2 separate regions of the Canis lupus genome follow, and region 1 is linked to region 2. Evidence: chromatin contacts called from public Hi-C data. All regions are on one chromosome and are shown on one strand. The core of a region is the stretch at or near the end of the contact, and the rest is flanking DNA. Distances in the headings are between cores, read along the strand shown. Region 1 has its middle 18 kb from the start of DPCD. Region 2 has its middle 14 kb from the start of LBX1.

Evidence for each region. Hi-C and Micro-C count contacts between places; a contact is called where the count stands out from the background.
Region 1: a Hi-C map of blood shows a contact between it and region 2, with 7 times the contacts expected there. The contact joins two enhancer-like sites. A contact is called at or near these places in 4 of 9 Hi-C or Micro-C datasets (amygdala, blood and skin fibroblasts).

The regions. Positions count from the first base shown.
Region 1 is chr28:14,366,404-14,372,511 of UU_Cfam_GSD_1.0, reverse strand. No RefSeq gene overlaps it. Among named protein-coding and RNA genes, the nearest start is that of DPCD, 18 kb to the left of the region's middle. Within about 2 kb of position 4,706, at least 3 of the 20 cell types and tissues checked have an H3K27ac peak or open chromatin away from gene starts, as enhancers often do.
Region 2 is chr28:14,045,498-14,051,585 of UU_Cfam_GSD_1.0, reverse strand. No RefSeq gene overlaps it. Among named protein-coding and RNA genes, the nearest start is that of LBX1, 14 kb to the left of the region's middle. Within about 2 kb of position 3,590, at least 4 of the 20 cell types and tissues checked have an H3K27ac peak or open chromatin away from gene starts, as enhancers often do.

The sequences.
Region 1 (6,108 bases), core at 3,457-5,956, 320 kb before region 2:
ATGCCCCCTTGCCCCCAGATGGGAGCCCCTGATCTCTAACCTCCATTAGGGAATTAGTGGTGTGGGAGGCACAGACTCTAATCTCCAATCCTGCTGGAAGCAGGGGTCTTGGCTGTATAGCTCACATATATCCCTATACATGCCTGACAGATGGCCCCACACATGTCCCTGCACACACCTGACCCTTCTCTGTCAGCTCCCACCTCAGAGCTTGAGAGCCAAGGTCCCCCACCCACCCACCCACCTGGCGGTCCTCCATGACCCTTCATCCAAGTGGCGATGGAAGCTGTGGGACCAAGTGAAGGAGGAGAGCTCCAGGAAGATGCACTGGAGAAGCCCTGCTTGCTGCTGCCCAGTCTGTAGTATGCAACCATGCAGCTTCTCAGTCTCTACTGTGAAGTACAGACTCAGACCACAGATGCCCGCCCCCCGGAACCTGACTCCATGAGCAAGAGGAAAGCTCTCTCTTCTCCATGCTTCAAGTCCTATTTTTCTGGACCTCACTCCCTCCACCTAGAAGGAACAATCAGGCTTCTCTGGGATCTGGAATGGGAGCGGCTGTCCCGACGCAGAGGGATGGTGAGACAGAGGAATGCTCCAGGAGTCATCTTTAGGGACAGGGGTATCGCCGCAAACGGGTATCCTGCCGGACGGCCTTCGGGTGAGCTGGGTGGCCGCTGCCAGGTGTCCAGGGCGCGGACTGGGCAGGTATTGAGGCCGATGGGCGCGTTTCCCAGAATAGGCCAGCAGAGGGCGCGCGAGGACCAACGAAGAGGACCCTTCGGAGAAGCGGGGTAGTGTGCGCAGGCCGAGTTGGGGGTGTGGCAGAGAGGGCTCCAGCTACCGCCCAGCGGAGCTTCTCTGAGGTCCAGGAAGGCGAGGAGGAGGCTAGGGCCGGAAGGGTCCAGAATAAGCTGCGGCTACACAGTCCCTCGCTCCTCCTCTGGAGGCAGCCACTGGGGATGTGGCCTAGCACCCCTTCTTGGTTGGCTAGACCCTCCCCATCACCTGGCAGGGAGCAGGGTCCTGGACTGGTGGGTGACCTTGACGCTGAATCGGGTGGGACCCTTTCCCCAGACTCACCTCTGGCCCGGATTCTGTGCCTCAGTTTCCCCTTGGGTGAGTTCTGTCCTTGCTTCTGGAAGCTCCAAACTGGGAGACCAGGTGAGATGAGACCACTCAGTAAGAGGGTCCCAGGAAGACCACTACCTCCCCACTCCCCCCCCACTTCCTTCCTGAACCTTGTACTCTGAGCTTGGGGGAAAATAGAAAACGATGGAGAGAGAAGAGTGAGTGATGGAGGGAGAGGTGGTGCTGGAGAAGCAAATGGAAGGGAAGCAAATGGAGTGGGAGGGCGGTGGTGGTAAGAGCAGGTATGAAGAGGGGTCTAGTCTCTGGGCAGAAGCCCTCCCAGGGCTTGGGCAATCTGTGACTCTCCTGGCTGTCCTGGGGGCTGAGCTCCCCACTGCATCCCGGGAACCATTGCTCCGCCCGCCGGAAGCTCGGCTCCAGCCACCAAGATTTATAGCTAGGCCAGGCCCAGCGACCTTGGACGGATAACTAATGACAGGTCAGTAACGCTACAGAAAAAGTGAACTGGTAGGGGAGGAGGGACAAGGCCTATCAGCCCACATTTCTTACTAGTGCTGCTGCCTCTCACTGCAGTCTCCTTGCTGGGGGTTTCTCTGTGGGCCTCCCTGAAGGGTGATGGTTAACGGCTAAAATAGGAGAGAACAGGGAGGAGGAACCAATGTGGGTCACGTGACAGTGAGGGAGCCAAGTGTCCTGTCCTGGAATACTTTCACTCCCCGCATTCCAGAGAGAGAAAGTCACATATGCTTGGGGAGCCCAGGTTAGCAGGTCAGTTCCTGTCAGGCGGAAGGCAGAGCGCCCTGGGAGAGACATGGTGGGGGGGTACCTAATATTTGGCCTGTGTTCCTGCTTGTAGGTGGGTTGGGGAGGCAGGGAGGGGCCTGGGTCTCAACAGCTAGGTCATCTGGTCCCTAGTGATAGTGGACCAAAGCCTTTTCCTCCAGCCTGGCAACTCCCCTCCCCCTCTTTGAGGTCACCTGGGTCATCCTCCAGGTTCCCAGTCTATTTCTGACACCCCAGGAACTCCAGAGTTGAGAGGAAGGAAGCAACTCTCTCAATACCTGGCCTCATAGATCTCCCCTAATAATCTCTGTGGGCATCAAGGTGCTTGTACAAATGCTTTTCCACTTTATAGTCCCATTTTATGGGTGGAGAAGTTGAAGCTCAGAAGCAGTCACCAGAGGTAGGAGCTGAGACTTGAATTCAGGTCCTCTGGCTCCAAATCATAGCCTCTCCCTACCCTGTTACCCTCAGGTCCTGGGCTCCTCCCCAGTCAGCTCGTCCAGAACTCCTGCCCCACTTTGTCGTCAAAGGAGACACCTAATAAAGGGACCACTGTGGAAAGGGTGTTCTTTTGCCAAAGTAGATACAGGGTAACATAACAACCCTGGACAAAGTATAGGGCAGTCGCAGTGGGATAGGGGAACATATCTGGGCTGCATATACCCTTCATCTTGGGGGACTTGATGCCCAGTGTTTGTACATGTGGAGTCCTGTGTGCTCATTCACACTATTACTTATTCCTTCAACAAACAGGTATTGAGTGGAAACCATGTGCCATGCCCTGGGGATATAGGGGCGGCACTGGGGAGCTTATATTCTAGCACAGGGAGTACATAGAATAGGTATGTTTATGGTGTGTGGTAATGAGTGGATTCCCTGCAGAGTAGAAGCAAGCATGAGCAGAGACATATGCAAGGCACCAACTCTCCTTCTGGGATAGAGACTAAATCTTCACCCATCACCTCAGCCCCTTAGTCCACATCCAGACCCTCACATAACCAAAACCTGCTCCTTATACTGTTTTACTCGATCAACTTGGAAACCTGAGAGATCCTTGACTCCAGGAGTGGCTACATAATTTCCAGGGCCCGTGGCCAAATGAAAAATTCAGACTCCTTATTATAAAATTATAAAGAATTTCAAGAGAGCATTAAACCAAGTATGGGGTCCTTCTAAATGCAGGGGGCCCCCCTGGGACTGTGCAGTTCATATGCCTATGAAGTTGGCCTAGTCTGGCACTTTCCCATTCATTGACCTCCTGGTCCTCTCCATTTTTTTTTTTTTTTTAAGATCTTATTTGAGAGAGAGAGAGCACATGCAGAGGGGGGAGGGAGAGGAAGAAGCAGATTCCCCACTGAGCAGGGAGTCCTAACATGGGGCTTGATCCCAGGACCCCGAGATCATGACCTGAGCCAAAGGCAGGCACTTAACTAAGCCACCCAGGCACCCTTCCTTATTTTTTTAAGTTTATTATTATTATTTTTTAGTAGTTTCTACATCCAACGTGGGCTTGAACTCATGATCCCAGAGATCAAGAGTCACATCTTCTTTGGTCTAAGCCAACCAGGTGCTCTGGTCTTCTCCTTTTCTATGTCTGTGCTGGCTCAGGCCTCACAGGTCACATTCCTGTGGACCTGCCCCAGCCTCCTTGGGGGCCTTCTAGCCTAAAGCCTCTTCCCAGCTCCAGCATCCTGATCCTCATTTATGTAATGAGTCTCATTCCCACCATACTCAGTGCCATTCTCTTGGACTCTTGACCCCTTAGACTCCATGGCCCTAAACACCACTCCCTACAGGTTCCTATTTCCATACTTTTTTTTTTTTTTTTTTAAACAGAATTCAATTCCTTTTAAGAATTTATTCTTCCTTTAGCCACCTCCTCCAGGTTGGCTCCAAAAATCTTTCTGATTTTTGTGTTGGAAATCTCACATCACAACTAGGTACTCGGATCAAAGCACAAATCATCTTTCGCCTTCACTCAGAGCCATTTGTCTGCTCCTTCGAGTAGACTTAAAATTCCGGAAGACAGGGATGGTGTCATATTCATCATTGTAACTCCACAGCACCTAGCTGACACATAACTGAGGGGCTCAGTTAATATTTGTTGATACAGTTTGTATGTGTTTGTAAGCCCTGAATTGTGTGTGCAGGGCTGTGTCCACAAATAAGCATTTCTGCTTATGTGTGTATATACTTCCATATCCATGCATGCACAGGGGTATTGGGATCGTATGTGTGCACAGACATAAGGGTTGTTTCTGTAGGCATGTGTACTGATCACAGATGCATGGCTATGCATGCTCCGTGTTGCATGCGTTTATGTTAGTGGATGTGTACCTAGATCTGGGTGGCAGATGCAGAAAAACATGTGTCTGTGGTCCTGTGAGGTGGGGGTTATGCCTGGACAGGAGCTGCAGGTGCACCGTGCAAGGACACAGGCGGCTGGCGCGTGTGCGGGCCATGTGTGTGCACAGCTGCGTGTCCTGGCCGCGGGCAGGCCTGCCGCCCAGTGGGCCCAGCGCTCCCGCTGAGCTCGCCGCTTTGTTCCTCCGCCGCGGGCGGCTGCGTGGGCTCCTGGCTCCTGGGCCCCGGCGTCTCGGCCCCGCCGTGATTGGCGGCCGGGTGGGCAGCTCGGCTCCCTCCAGGGCGGGCGGAGCCGGATCGGCTCCCGTTACCGCGCAGGGGGTAGGGGTGGGGGTGGGGGTGCGCCAAGCCATCCATCTTCTGTTATTACAGCGTAATGGGGCTGCTCGGGCGCCCGCCCATTTGTCATCGGCCTCGTTCGCTGATAACGGGCATTTGTCATCACTTTCCTCTGCGCCAATGTCATCAGCGCCGCTGACAGGCAGGGCGGGGGTGGAGGGGGGAGTGTCGTGTGTATGAGCACAGGCGCGTACACATGCGCATGGGCCTGCTGGACACACAGTCCTGCACACACAAACAGGCACACCCCCAAGAGGGCACACCAAACCTGTGGGGACACATGCCCCTGTGTGTGGATCAAAGCTCCCCAGAGACGGATACACACATGCACACACACACTCAGAACAGCCTCATCTGTCAAGCAGCTATTCCCAGCTGGAGATCTCTTCCCCAGTCGAGGAGACCCGGGCTGGGGGAGGTGCTGGTTCGTGGTTAATGGCAGCTTGAGTGCAGGTGGCCCTCTGCCAGCTCCCTGTGTGCACACGTGTGACATCAGCCACCAACATTTACTAAGCCCCTTACAGTCTCTACAGGCTTGTGTGGGACTGTGTGTTCTATTGGCAAAGTGTGACAGCGCAGGTACCGCCACATAGACTCTCAGACACAAGGACTTTGGGGAAGTCTGCAGGGCTGGGTGGTGGGATGGTGGGTGGTGGGAATATAGGTGGTGGTCCCCATGATGCCTTCTTCCTGACCCTCCAGAGACAGTGTAGCTTGGGAGTCATCTTCTTTGACCAGACTCTGAGCCTAGGCTGATTTGCAGCAAGAGGGACTCAGGAAAGACTCCAGAAAGAACTTCCTCTCTGGACCGGGTGTGAAGCAGTTTGGAGTAGGCATGACACTGGTAGCCAAGAAGGGAGCTTGGAAGGGAGAGACCTCTTGCCCATATCCTATGCCCTCTGGACTGGCTCAGGTACCAGCCCAGCTGGGGCATCGATGATGTGTTTCCTGGTGCTGCCTTCTGGCATAGTCACTTCAGGATGGCATAGGGGACTCCATTAGCCCATATCAGTCTCTCTCCCCAATCTCTCTGGTTCCTAGTTGTCTGGCACATATTAGGTGCTCAATAAATAACTGTTGAATGACTAAATGATTGAAGATAGGGTATGTGGAGGTAGGGAGTCTTCCTAGTCCCTTCCACCTGCCACTGATGGGCCAGATCTCATCTCTTGCCTACCCCCCTAACTCCTTTCCTCATTCCTTTGTAGTCCCCCCAATTCCCCTTCTCCCCCAGCTTCTCCCTCCTGGGCTGAGGGGGAGGGGGTGGGGGCAAGGTCCCCTGGCAGAGCAGGGCTCGCTTGTTCCTTGTAAATGAAGACCATAATTAACATTAAATTAAGGTAATACAAATGAAGGCAACATAGAGGCTGACAAGATGAGCGTTTGGGGAGGCAGTGGGGAGAAGTGATTCATATTTTTAATTTACTGTACGGATGGGCCGTGTGGCTGGGGAGCGGGCGGCTCGCGTGGAGGGGGTGTCGCCCCGCAATGTTTGCTGGGCTCTGAGCAAGCACACAATGACTATTAAAC
Region 2 (6,088 bases), core at 2,341-4,840:
ACCACCACTTTGCACCCCTGCCTGCCCCCACTCCCACCCTCCATCGCCGCCTGGTCCCACCGTCTCTGGCGGCCCTCCAGCAGTCCCAAAAGCCGCTGTTCGGCGACTCTCTGGCCTCTCCGTGGTGGGCTCTCCAGCACTAGGCAACCTGCGCTCAGATGCTGCGCGGCGTCGGGCCACCCAGCTTCCCTCCCGCTGGGCGCTGCGCGCTCCAGGCTCTTTGGCTGGGTAGGGACGGCTCTGTCCAAGGGAAATTGAGGCAAGGTAGGGGCCCGAGTCTCCCTCTGAACTTCAGTGCCCTAGCGGATTGGCTTAGGACTGGCGTTTGAGCTGCCCCGCGAGGGCGGGGGCTGGGAGGGAGGATCGGCGGTGAGGAGTAGGGGGTGGGGATGGAGATCACTTCATTTTCCACGCGCGCCCCGGCTCACTCTCAGGAACGCGCACTAGCAATTGCAGGCATGTGCACTCGCGTGCACGAGAGCGTGCGTACACGGACAAGCCCTCTTGCTTGTGCACCCAGGTGCCGGGTGGCGAAGCCACGGATCCAGACGGCGCGGTCCGGGCAGCCGGGAGCACCTGGCTTGGGCCTTCCCCCCACCGCGTGAGGTCGCCCTTGCTTCATTCGTCTCCAGGGTGGGAATCTTCGATTGGCACGCAGCCTCCCGGGCCTGGAGCGGACAGCCCGGCCAGAGACACTAGGAGCGCGCAGCGTAATGGGGGCCCGGGGCCCGGGGAGCCCTAGTCAGACCCAGGCGGGGGCGGTAGCTCTGGCAGCGGCTTTGGCGGAGGCGCCTGTGTTCGCCTGAGCTGGCTTTTAGGGATGAGTTATGTGGCAATGAGCGAAGTAAATCTGCATGCGCAAAAGATGCTAATTACTCTTAATAGCCTACCCAGACGCCCCGAGACTGGAAACCCAGAAACGTAAATCTGCTCCCGATAAATATTTTTAATTGTGAGATTTCCTGGAAAGAAGGCTTTGGGTGCGCGGGCCGAGGCATTTGGCTTTGGAGGGAGGGAAACGGCCCCCACTCCGGAAGCGGGGTCCAGAGTCCGGGCCCGGCGCAAGGCGCGGGGCGCGCGGGCCGAGCGACCTGAGCTGGGCTGGCCGACGCTGGGTAAAGTTAGTGATGTATCGCATTAATTACCAGTGTGAGCTGCAAATGGTTCGAGGCCCAGGGAAAATTAATGGGAATCCAAATTCTAATTATGTAGCTGTTGTTAAAGAGTTTAACTAGATAGTCATGGAGAAAATTGGATTATGCATAGAAATATGCAGCCAGCGCGAGTGGTCCGGAGGATGGGTCTGGGGGACTCTCAGCCAGGCCAGCCCCCTGCCCTGGAGGACACTCCTCTTCTCAAAGGAAGAAAAAGACCCACCCCTGCGCCCCAACGTATAAATAAAGATCCCCCGTTTTCGGATGGCACTGGCGGGGCGGGTCTCAGGATGGGAGGAGAGGCCGAAGCTTGCGGATGCACGCGCTTGGATACAGGGTCGGTGTGGAGGTCCGGGGTTCCTGGGTCTCTTGGTCTGGGTAAGCATTTGTGCCCATTTCTCAGGTTGCCTCTGGGTCTCAGCGAATCCTTCCTGCACCTCTTTCTGATAATCATATAATTACATCTGGGCGCTGTGGACTTATATTTTTACCACTGTCAGTTTAAGAAAATAGCCACCAACCGGAAGCCCAATTACACCCGATGCCTCGTCATTCACTTTATTAAGGACCCTGGATATGTTTCCATTTTCGCAGGAAATGAGGTCTGATCAAGCAGCACTAATATCTCGGGCCTCGGGGAGGGGGCGGGGACTCTCAGAGGCGGGCTCCGATCCCCCAGAGGCCCGGCTGCCGCTGGCGCCTAAATTAGAAAAGGGTGGGGCACTTCGGGGCGGCAGACATCCAGTCCCCCACTTCTCCCAATTTCTTCCAGTTCTCCCGGATTTTTCCAAATTTTCCTGAATTTATTCTGTCCCAGGGTACCCACTCTGTAGGCCCAGGCTCTCCAGCATCCCAGCCAGCAGAGCCTGGAGCTCCTGCCACGCTGGCCCTATTAGGGGCAGGATGGCGAGGACCTGGGAGTTGAGGGGCATTTCAGCCTCCAAAGGGAGAACTAGGGTCCTTTCAAGACCACCTACCCCCCTCCCAGGAGCTTGGCCACCTCCGAGGATGCTGCTAAGGCCTATAGTGCTGGGCAGGGAGGCCTGGACAGGGAGGGAAAAGCAACACCTCTCGATCCCAGTCCTCTCCCCTTTTAGTCTGATTCCGGATTTCTATCTCCCTTTCAACAAGAACGAAACCTCTCCCCACCACCCTCTACTTTAGAAGGGGGAAGCCGGCGGTCTGGGTCTCACTGAAGAGCTCCAGTCCGCCACCCAGGCCCTGCTTGGTGCTTCCCACCGCCAGCAGATTCTAGCACCCCTCATAGGACCTAGATTTCCTAGACTAGCCGGGTGGGATTAACGCTTGCCAGCGCTGCCAGCAGCACGGGCCTTGGGGGCTCTCCAAGGCTTCCCTTCCTTCCACACTGGCTCCCATCTGAACTCGGAAAGTGAGGATTTGGGGAGAGAATGGGATCTCTGGGCCAAGCCTCGGGAGACCGGGATGGTCTGGAGGGAGGACCCCAAGATCCCAGCATCAGAGTCTCAATAACTTGCAGCTGGTGGGAAGAAGCCAAACCGGGACACAATGGATCAGTTCAGAGAAGGCATCACGCAGAGAAGGATGAATGACCCCATGGCCCCGGGGGTGTCCCTGAGAGGCAAATTCTGACTGGGGAATGGATCTGGGTCAGACAGATGCCTTTAGAGCACCCTTCCCTTCTGGGCTCTGGGGGCCATTTCTCAAAGCTTTGGGCCAACTCCCCACTGTCAGCAGAGGGTATGGAAGAAAGAGCAAAGGTTCAGAGATTACAGCCCACTCCACCTGCTTCCCAGGGTGGAGTCTGGAAAGCCCAGAGCAGGAGGTAATACACAGATCCACAGATCCTGGTGGAAAACACAAACAGATGGACAGTCATGAGCATGCTCTTGGATTTTTTATTCCTGGGTCAAATTGAGGTTCTTCTCCCAGTGACCTCAAAACAGAACCCAGAGGGGCAGGTGGACCTACAATAGACGAAAAGATCCAGTATCCTCCACCCTTTTCCAGGTCCTGGGGCAGGTCTAGGGGATCCTTCCTCTGTCTCAGCCAACCCGAGCAATGCCTTATGCCCCATCTTCTCCTCACCCCTTCCAGGACTCCTGGGAACCGTGACTGCTCCGTAGGCCTCCAAGTACCCGAGCTGTCCCTCAGTTCCAGTGAGGAGGGTCCTTGGACGGCAGCTGGCTCCTTCCTGCAGCCCTCAAGGGGTCTCCAAGCCAGCCCCCTCCACCTGAGCCACTTTTCCAAAAGCCTGCGTTTCTCTGATGCAGGCTTCGAGCGCCACCTAGCGGCATTTATGGAGATGCGCAACAGCAGCGTGCGCCCTCCTTGCCCCCCGTCCCCTCCTACCCATCCTGGAACCCCAACGCCTATACCGACGCAGTCCCACTCTCACACCACAAGCCCTTCCGTGAGCACGCTTTCACTTCCACTTCCTGGTACTTAGCCATTAGGAGAAGGCCACGGCAAGGAAGAGCAGGCGACAGACACCACGATGGCTGGGTGTCTTCCCTGGAAACCCGCAGATGCTCGGGACCACGCTCTTTCAAGGAATTGGGTATGCGGTAGGGCTGAGAAAGGGGCCGCCTCATGTCTCTGCTGGGGGTGGGGAGAAAGGGTCCTCCTTGGGGCACTGCAAGAGGACACTCCCTCTTTTGGGTGAGCGCCTAAAGGGAAAATTATGAGCCCTTAGTCATTCCTATTCCTACCCAAGCCCGGCCCTCCTCTCTGCAGGCACCTGCACATTAGAAACAAATGATCAGAACGCTCCCGGGTCGCACAAGTTGACGTTCTTGCAAGCGCCTCTGCGCGGGAAAGGTTAGACAAGAGCTCCCTCTGGTGTCCATAGTTGGGTACTGCTGCAGGCTGCCGTGCCAGAGGCTGCAGAAGTCAGACCAGAAGCAGGGTCTGCTTCTCTGATCCCAGTCTGATCTGCTGGCGGTCATCTTAGCCATCCCTCTACCTTCAGGAAGGATATCCCTTTCCAAGATGGGCAGAAGAGGTTTCTCTGGTCCTCATGGGTCTACACAAGGAAGAAAGGACTCAGTCCTGCTGAGTTTCACCCCTACCGTTCTATGCTTATCTGACCTCTTCCCATTCTTCTGCTGGGTCAGCTGTCCCTCAGCTGATACGGTGCTGGAAAGTTAGAAGTTTCTTCCTCTACGTTATGATTTTTAAGCTTGACAGGAGGACCTGTATTACCTTGTTAGCACTCTACAGATGGAAAGGTCAGGTGAGGAGAATGCCAACCGTGTCTGGGTGATAGCCAGCTACTCCCTGGCACAGAACCCCCATAAGGGCACTCACAATGCCTGCCACAGCCTGATTCCCCCACACACCAAATATTCCCTCACACTGACCCAGGCTGTTGACACTGAGCCTCCTGACCACAGCCACACTATGGCACAGAGACCCTCTCCTGAGATCTCCCATGCAGAGCATTTTCCAGCCCTAGACAACAAGGAGAAGCAAGGATCAGAGTGGGCAGGAACCCAGGCAGGTGTGGGACCAGGTGGTCTCTGAAGGTCACTCTGAGTCTTTAACCTTGATTTTTGTGATTGTCCATAGAGAAGAGAAAGGGAGGGCGATGTGTGCCTGCGTATGTGACAGGATAGATACAGGGCTTTGAAGGTTCCCCTGAGATCTGGTGACAACCTTTTTTTTTTTAAGATTTTATGTATTTATTCATGACACACACACACACACACACACACACACGCAGAGGCAGAGACACAGACAGAGGGAGAAGCAGGCTCCATGCAGGGAGCCCAACACGGGACTTGATCCCTGGTCCCCAGGATCACACCCTGGGCCAAAGGTGGCGCTAAACCTCTGAGCCACCCAGGCTGCCCTGGTGACAAACTTTCCTTTGAGGTGATGCTCTGAAATGTGTCTAGGCCTCCCAGAGTTCTAATCCAGGCTCCCTCCTGTCCACCAGCCATGTCCAAAAATTGTCTAAAAAGCACGACTCCCATCTAGACTCTGATCAAAGGAAGCTACAGTACTGGGAATTTCCACTTACTCTAGCCCAAGAAAACGAGAATCCTTAAATCCAAGCCTTAGATGGGGAAAGATGTGAAAGGGATTCTGATCTTTTCCATTCTTTTCCTTTTTCTCTCTCTCTTGAGGCCTTCAGTAGTTTCCCATGAGGGGGTAGTGCTTCCACCTCTTTCAAGTGTGGACATCTTTGGAGTCACTGCACTCACAGCCATGGTACTCCGTGTCCCCTTCTCCTCCACACAGGTCTAGGAAGAGGAGGTAGCAGGGGAGGAGAGGCCGATATGCCTGGCTCTACACTAATCCAAGCTTGAGAAAATGTATTTCAGGACCCCACTCCAGAGCCACTGGAATCCCTGGAAGTAGGGCCTGCAAATCTTCTCTTTGATGTAGGAGCATGCTCCCTCTTTACCTCTTTTCCAGATTCTTGGTGGAGTTTTTTTGTTGTTGCTGCTGTTTTAAGATTTATTTATTTGAGAGAGAGAGAGAGAGAGCAAGCATATGCACAAGCTGGGTGGAGAGGGAGAGTCTCAAGCCAACTCTCTGCTGAGCAACCCTGAGATCATGACCTGAGCTGAAATCAAGACTGGGATGCTTAACCACATAAGCAACCCAGTTGCCCCTCTTTCCCAGATTCTTAAGGGCACTAATCTGTGAGCAGTGCAAAACCTCTTCCCTTCCTATCCATTCACTCACCCTAGAAGGGCTGCCAGGTGAGAAATCAAGCATGTCAGTAGGAAGCAGCCACCCCAGGTTCAAGCCTGTAGCTCCCTAACTGTGGGACTTGGGCAAGTCACTTCATTCCACTGAGTTTCCTCATCTGTGAGTTGGGAACAGTAATCTCTGCTTCAGGGTTTGCACTGAGGACCATATGAGCCTAATGTCCCCTAAGGAGCTTTGTAAAAGGCACATTTCAGCACAAATGCTGGTTATTATTCAAGAACTTCAGTGCCAGG